Regions from separate parts of the Oryctolagus cuniculus genome. Here region 2 is linked to region 1. Evidence: chromatin contacts called from public Micro-C data. All regions are on one chromosome and are shown on one strand. Each heading gives the region's core, a stretch centred on a gene start, on an enhancer-like site or on the middle of the called end of the contact. The rest is flanking DNA. Distances are from core to core; before and after follow the strand shown. Region 1 holds the start of TLK1 (tousled like kinase 1). Region 2 holds the start of GORASP2 (golgi reassembly stacking protein 2).

What was found. A called contact is a pair of places that touch in the nucleus more often than the background predicts.
Region 2: a Micro-C map of ear pinna shows a contact between it and region 1, with 10 times the contacts expected there. The contact joins the promoter of GORASP2 here to the promoter of TLK1 in region 1. A contact is called at or near these places in 2 of 6 Hi-C or Micro-C datasets (ear pinna and an unstated tissue).

The regions. Positions count from the first base shown.
Region 1 is chr3:69,987,937-69,991,764 of mOryCun1.1, reverse strand. It overlaps TLK1 (tousled like kinase 1), which reads right to left and starts at 1,937. Exons shown (of 21, transcript XM_002712279.5): 1 at 1,272-1,937. The coding sequence starts at 1,410.
Region 2 is chr3:70,187,730-70,191,557 of mOryCun1.1, reverse strand. It overlaps GORASP2 (golgi reassembly stacking protein 2), which reads left to right and starts at 1,844. Exons shown (of 10, transcript XM_002712278.5): 1 at 1,844-2,101. The coding sequence starts at 2,039.

The sequences.
Region 1 (3,828 bases), core at 688-3,187:
AATGACAAAGAATGCTATGCCTGAACCACTGGATTCAGGGCACAAAACACTTGATTAACAATTGTCAAGACTCTGAATAGTAAATACCGACAGATATTTTCAAAATAAATTAATCCCACCGTTTCCTCATAATCGAATCCTTTATTTCTTTAAAAGATTCACCAGACTATCAGACTTCCAGAGCTTTTTTTTTTTTAATATGTGCCTACAGTCTCCTTGTACGAAATAACTGGGAACGAACAACCCATTTACCAATCGCTGATGAACACCGCCAAGCGTTTTCCAGACAAAAGAGCCTTAAGAGATTCCATGCGCACTTCTCCTTCCCCCAGAAATGCATGCTCTCCCAAATTTCATTTTATGTCGTATACCCAAAGTTAAATACAGCAAGTTGAAATTTCAGTCGAAAGCACTCCGGTGCCTTACTAGCTGTGTAACTGCTACATCTGGCGGCAGCACGCTTGCATGCAAGAAGCCAGCAAACTTAGAAAACAATTGTAACCGATCTGGAGCGTGACTGCAGTAACCTTTACGCAGCTATTTCCCACAAAACCCACAACCCTGTCAGAGAAGAACAGTAGCCTCCTTGCACCCGACAAGATAACACACGAGCACGCAGGAGGCGATGTCGAACGAGAGAAAGTTGCAACCATCTGGAGGGGGTGGTTTTAAAAGCCTGCCCACGAGTCAGTCTGCCGTTTGAATTGCTCTAGGGGGCCACGCAGGGGATCAAAGTGCGCTAGATAAATCCGGCGGCTCTACCCCCAAAGGGCAGCGACCCTGCAAGCGAGGGGCATCCTCCAGGTGCCGCCGGGTAGCGGAGCTCGCAGAGCGGGGACCGCCTCTATGGGAGGAGTGCGCCGGGGAAGGGGAGGGGGCTCCAGGATGAAGGCTCCAACCGGAGGGAAAACCCACCGGGGACAGGAGGCCAGGAGGTTAAGAGTGCCGAGTGTCCTAGCAAATGGAGCAGGAAGGGGGCTCGCGGCCGGGGGCAGGCTTCCCACCCTCGCAGGACCGGCTCGGAGGAACCCCAGGCGAGTCTCTGCGCCTCGCCCCGTCCCCACCAGCGCGCACCCCCTCGCCCGTCCCCTCCGCCACCCGCGAGCCGCCACCCACAGCCACAGCGCACTACCTCCCCTTGGCCCGGCGGCCTCGCGTCCACCTCGCCACCATCCCCCACCTCGGGGTCGGGCGGGGGAGACCCGGGGGGCGCGGGGGCCGCTGCGCGGGCGCAGAGGCCCGGGAGCGGGCGCGGGCGCGGTGGCGCTTACCTTCCCTGGGCCTCCCGGATGGCGGCGTGTGATTCAGCAGGGACCTGGCCGCCGCCGCCGAGCCCGGGGTTGGAGACGTGGAGAGCTGGGACCAAGATGGCGGCCCCTCCAAACTTCCACTGCTACTTTGGACACTCATCAAGCTACTTTCTGGGAACCCGACTCCCCCCCTGCGACGGCAGCGGCGGCAACGGCACCGGCACCCGCCTCCGTCATGGCGGGGGCCGCGCTGAGGGCGAGCGAGAGCGCGAGGGCAGGGAGGGGAGAGTCAAGGGGATGGGGGAGGAAACCGAGAGCAGGGGAGGTGGGGAGGGACGAGGTGAGGGAAGGAGAGGGGACGGGGAGGAGGGAAAGGGGGAGAAGCGAGGGAGCGGGCGGGCGCGCCGGAGAGGAGGCGGAGGGACGGAGCGCAGCGGCGGAGGCGTCGAGGGGGCGCCCGCCGGGGCCGGGGTCGGAGCGCGGGCGGAGCGCGGGCTGCGCCGGCTGAGGAGACTTCCGCGGGCGGAACCTGCCGGCACCTCTGCAGTGCGTCGGCCCCCGGCGTCGCCCGGCCGGCAGCGGCGGTGGCGGCGGCGGCGGCGGCGGCGGGCGGTGGGTGGCGGCTGAGGCGGCGGGGTAACCTCTGCATCAGTTACAGGCGGCGGCGGCGTCACGCGCCGCCTGTGCAAACACTATCGCGAGGCTCCTGCGCCTCCGGTAGCAGCGGCGGCGGCGGCGGCCGCAGCAGCGGGCATGGGGGAGGGCCCTGCCGGGGGCTGGGGGCGGGGGGTGAGGAGGGAGCTAGCGCGCGCGAGGGGAGGAGACGCGGGCGCCGGGCGGGTTGCAGCGCGGCGCGGGAGCCCGGGGTCGAGGGACTCGCGTGCGCGGGGGCAGCCTGCTCGCGGCGGCCGGAGGGAGGCGCGCCCCGCTCGCGCCCCCGCCGCGCCGCTCGGGCTCCCGCGCCGCTGCCACCTGCCTCCCCCTCTCCGCCTCGGCAGCGCGCCTGGCTCCAGACCCACACCCAGCCGGGGGAAGGAACGCTTCTGCTGCCTCTCGGCTGTCGCGTCTCGGGAGTTCGATGTGATGGTTTCTCAAAATGGAACTGAAAAGTTGCGAGTTGCTTCTTTCTCGCCCCTCAGCACGGCGAGGGGCGTGTGCGCCTCCACGTCTACAGAATGGGAGTAATTACCAAATAAAGGAGCCGAGGAGAAAAAGTGGGGAGGGGGTGCGGCGAGGGGAGTGGGAAAACCAAACTTTCTAATGTTTTCTGAAAAAGACAATGTTGAGTAAAGGAATTGAGAATCACCACCGGTGTTGTAGATCTATGTGCAGAATAGCAGTGCTTTGTTTTAAAACTGTAAGTGGAAAATCTAAACGGAAAATTTTGATCACTGAATTCACGTATTAGGAAAACTGTACAGGGTTCATCTTGTAGAAGAGGGTACGATTTCTAGAAATTTCCAACGTGTTTCCAGTGCCTCTGCTGAGCAGACTACAAAAATCCCAAAACAAATTACAGCATTTGCTATAATTTATAGATACAGTGTAGCTGTTTCCACGCCCATACACGTACACACACACACACACACACACACACCAGGGACTGGGTATCGCCTACAGGAAAGAGCAGCCTAACAGTTCAGGAAAAAATACAGCAAGGTTATTGCTCTTTTTGAAAACCAAATTGCATCGAACACGAAAAAAAGATTATGATGCAGAGCAACTGTATAGACGTGAGGAAATGACATGATTACCAGGGGGACGAAAATGCCACTTCTATTTTTTATTTTTATGACTTGGCATTTCTCATAGTTAATGTTTTGTTCAGATAAACTCACACTAGAATAGAGCCTTGGTTGTCAGCCTCAGAAATAATTTTAGTTTTCTTGTGCTTTAGATACTCCAGTGAGTTTTTGGCGTGTTTCACTTTTCAAACTTAACAGGGAGCTCCCACAACTTTATTGAGGTATAATTGACGTACAGTAAGCCGCACATGTTTATGATTTGGTACACTGATGGGTATGCATGCCTGAAACCACCCCTGCAAGAATACATCTTTACCCTCCAAGGTTTAAGGTTTATCCTACCCCTTTGTGGTTCCTTCTTGGGTCTACCTCTACTCCCACCCCACCCCTATAGATCTGTTTCCTGTCACTAGAGAGTAGTTGGCTTTTTCTAGAATTTTAGGTAGGTGAAAGCATACGGTCTATACTCTTGTCTGGCTTCTTTCATTGCATGATGACTCTGAGACTTGTCTGCACTGTTGCATGGATCAGTAGCACCTGTTTGTTGCTGAGTAGTAGTAGTCCATTGTGAGAACACACCACACTTTGTTGGCGCAACTGTTGATGGACACTCGCACTTTCCACGTTTGGGCCATTATGAGTAATGCTGTCGTGAGCATGTCTTGTGCAACTCTTTGTGTGGACACGGGCTTCTCTTTTGCTTAGGCACTTACCATTAGATTTGTATACCAAAGTTCATGCACTCTAACGCCATGTAGATAAATACATGCTCTTACTGTATTTTTGGGTATCCACTTAGCAGATTGTGGTGAAAAGAGCGTAAGACAGGAAGG
Region 2 (3,828 bases), core at 595-3,094, 200 kb before region 1:
ATAATTTTTATTTATGTTATTTATTTGAAAGGCAGAGCTATACAGAGAGGGAGAGAAAGAGAGGAAGAGGAGAGGAGAGGAGAGGAGAGGAGAGGAGAGGAGAGGAGAGGAGAGGAGAGGAGAGGAGAGGAGAGGAGAAGAGGATCTTCCATCCATTGGTTCACTCTGCAAATGGCCGCAACTGCCAGGGCTGTGCCAGGCTGAAGCCAGGAGCCAGAAGCTTCTTCCAGGTCTCTCATGTGGGCTCATGGGCCCAATCACTTGGGCCATCCTGCGATATTTTCACAGGTGCATTAGCGGGCAGCTAGACCAGATGTGGAGCAGCCAGGGCTCAAACCGGTGCCCACATGAGATTCTGGCATTGCAGGCAGTGGCTTTTCCCACTGCACCACAACGCTGGTCCAAATTTTTTTATTATTTAATCAAAATAATATTACTGCAAAAGAACCATGAAAGTCCCAGTACTTAAAGGGAGTTATTGTGGCACAGTGAGTTAAGCTGCCACTTGGGACGCCCACAACCCATATCAGAGTGATTGGTTCATGCATTGGCTACTCTGCTTCTGATCCAGGTTTCTGCTGATTGTTCAAGTCCTGGAGTCCCTGCCACCCACCAAGGAAACCTGGATGGAGCTCCTGGCTCCTGGTTTTAGCTTGGCCCAGCCCTGGCTGTTGCAGACATTTGGGGAGTGAACCAGTAGATTCAAGATTTCATTCTGTCGCTCTGCCTTTCAAATAGATAAATAAATCTTTTTTTAAAATTTAATATATTTTCAAAAGGAAATTATGAATACAATTTAAAAACAACAACAACAAATAAAACAAGGGCAGCAGGCGTCTGGCATAGCAGTAAAGTCAGTGCTTTGGACACCTGCATCCCATATCCAAGTGTGTGGGTTCAAGTCCTGGCTCCACTCCGGATTCCAGCTTCCTTCTCGTCCCAGCTTTGCTCTGGTCCAGCAGCAGCTGTTGCATGCATTTGGGGAGGGAGACAATGGACAAGAGTGCTCTCTCTCTTTGAAACAGAATGAATGAATAAAAATTTTTAAAGATTTTATTTATTTACTTGAAAGAGTTACAGAGAGACAGAGGCAGAGAGAGGGAGAGAGAGGTCTTCCATTAGCTGGTTCACTCCCCAGATGGCCGCAATGGCCGGAGCTGCGCCTATCCAAAACCAGGAACCAGGAGCCTCCTCCAGGTCTCCCAGGCGGGTGCAGGGACCCAAGGACTTGGGCCATCTTCTACTGCTTTCCCAGGCTACAGCATAGAGCTGGATTGGAAGTGGAGCAGCCGCGTCTCGAACCGGCTTTCATACGGGATGCCGGCGCTTCAGGCGGCGACTCTACCTGCTACGTCACAGCGCCGGCCCCAAAAATAAAGCTTTAAAATAAAACCTGTCTACTTATAGGAAATATCTGACCTTGGTCTCACAATAAAAGAGGAGAGAAAAAAATTGCATCAAAAAACAACTCGGCGGGTCCTCCATGACTCCATGACTGTGTGGGACAGCTGCCCTAAAGAGAAGGCGTCTCTTTATAAAACTGGGCTGAGTGGACGTGGATTCATCCCACACCTGCCTAACCTGGGCCAAGACCTACAAAACCAGAGCTGCAGCAGCTTAGTGTGAGCCCTTTCCAGCCTGTGGCCACCAGAGGGCGTTGCAACCCAGCAATCGTCATTCCGGGCGAGCAGGAACGCGTGTTGATGAAGCTTGTCTCCTCCACGGCTCCGTAGCAGGACTGAAGGAACTGTGTGTCTGCTCTCTCGCGAGGACGACTAGGCCCCTGCCCGCCCTCCCCGGTCCCTCCCGATCCGCTCGCGCGCCCCCAGACCCCTCCCGGTGGCTGGCGGCAGGTGGCGCTGTCTGTGGCGTCGCTGCGCCCCGGCTGCCTCGGCGACCATCTCCCGGCGGGCAGTGCGGCCCGGCTCTCCGGCGGCTGCGAGTGCCACGTCCCAAGTGCTACGCGGAGGGAGCGGGCGGTGCGGAGGGGCGGGGAGCAGAGCGGCGCCCGGCTCGGCTGCACCGATCGCCCGGCGCCATGGGCTCCTCGCAGAGCGTCGAGATCCCAGGCGGGGGCACAGAAGGCTACCACGTCCTGCGGGTAAGGCCTCCGACCGCGGCCCGCGAGCGGCGGGCTGGAAGTGGGAGGCGGAGGCCCCGATGGGCCCTTTGCCCGGGGCAGCTAGGCCCGCTCCCGCGAAGGAGCGGCGACCGGGGGCGCTGGCCCTGCCCGAGGCTGGTTGCGGAGGCCGCTCGCATCGGGTCTCCCCGGAGCGCTCCGGGCGACGGGCTGGAGCCGGAGGCGGCTGCGGGGCACTCGGCTGGGGGACGGCCCTGGGCTGCTGTCCCGCCTCGGAGCCCCTCTGCTCCCCACCTCTCTCTCCCCCACACCCGATTCTTAGCTCCCGAAGTCCGGGAGGGCTTGGGGCGGTGGTGAAGGGAGCCTCGCAGGCGGGCGGCGACGGCAGGTGTTGAGGTTCCCGGCCTTGTCCGGATGTCCGGGAGCCCCCGGGCCGAGTGGCCTGGACGTGGCTTCGGCGGACTTTGCTGGATATTGACGGGACGTTTTCCTCTCCCGTCGCCCCCGACCTTTCCAGCTCTCCTCTAACACATGTCCCGGAAGGCGGGGGGGACTTCGTCCCGAGACTGCCGAGGGTGCGCTGGAGTTCAGGGTTAAAAAGACAAGGCTCCTTGCGGAGCCAGCCGGGAAACTCGGGGGCCGGAGTCTGTCGGGGGAGCCCCTTGGAGCGGCTTTGCGCCGTAGGGAGCGGGGGCCGGCGCGGATGGCCGCGCTGTGACACCTGTGCGAGTGGGCGCCGTCAGCGGGGTGCCCGGGCGAGAGCGCGCTCGCTGGGGCGCCCTGGTCCCCGCTGCTGGGTCCCGGGTCTTAGGTGAGACAGCGTTCCCGAGGCGCCGCTGACGACGGGCTGAGGGCTGGCGTACAGCCTCTTTCTGATCTCCCAGGATTAGGTGGCCTGGTTGCTTCTCCGTTCCGCTCAGAATTCCTCTGGAAGCCACAGTCTTGGTGGGAAAGGATGGATTCCCCACCCCCACCCCAAAAGAAGAGTTTGAATAAACGCTATTTCCCTTCAGCTAACCAGAACACACACACACACACACACACACACACACCCCGAGTGCTGCCCTATTGATGGGGACCCTGGAAGAACCGGCCGTGTGAGAGGAAAGACAGTGAAGTGCTTCTCTCTTACCTGGTCTGATTTTGAGTTCCCTGCCCTGGGAGACGTGATCCAGGTTTGCCAGCAGATTCTCGCCGTGGCTGATGGTGGCCATGAATCCTTGGGGACGCGGGATGTTTTTATAAGCAGCCCTCATTGGGAGGGGAGCTCAGTAAAACACATTAGCAGTAATGAGCCCGAGTATTTGAAAGAAAGCCATACACATCAAAAGGATTCCGATATAATGACTTTTTGTTAATGACTTCATTCCGGCGGAAAAACAAGTTGAAGTGCAGTTCAGTAAATTTGTATCATGCATAGTCGGGAGTGCTGAGGTGTTACTAATCTAAACGTGACTTTTAGAGACACTGTGGACAACTTTAGTTACCAGCCGGCAGCGGGAACGTTATTGTTGCAGAAGATGAGATCATTCTTATTTAGTTAGCATTTTATTAAGGGGAGCTTTACAAATAGTCATGATTGTCTAGTTTAGGAGGATTTGTTTCTGAGTTCTGGTCTCCTCTGCCTTGATTCTGTATTTGGTTGCCATATCTTCGTTTTGAAAGAGAAAAGTATTATATTCAATCTTAGCTTATAGAAATAACTTCATTTCTTGTTGCCTAAGTATACAGTGGTAGGTCCACCAATG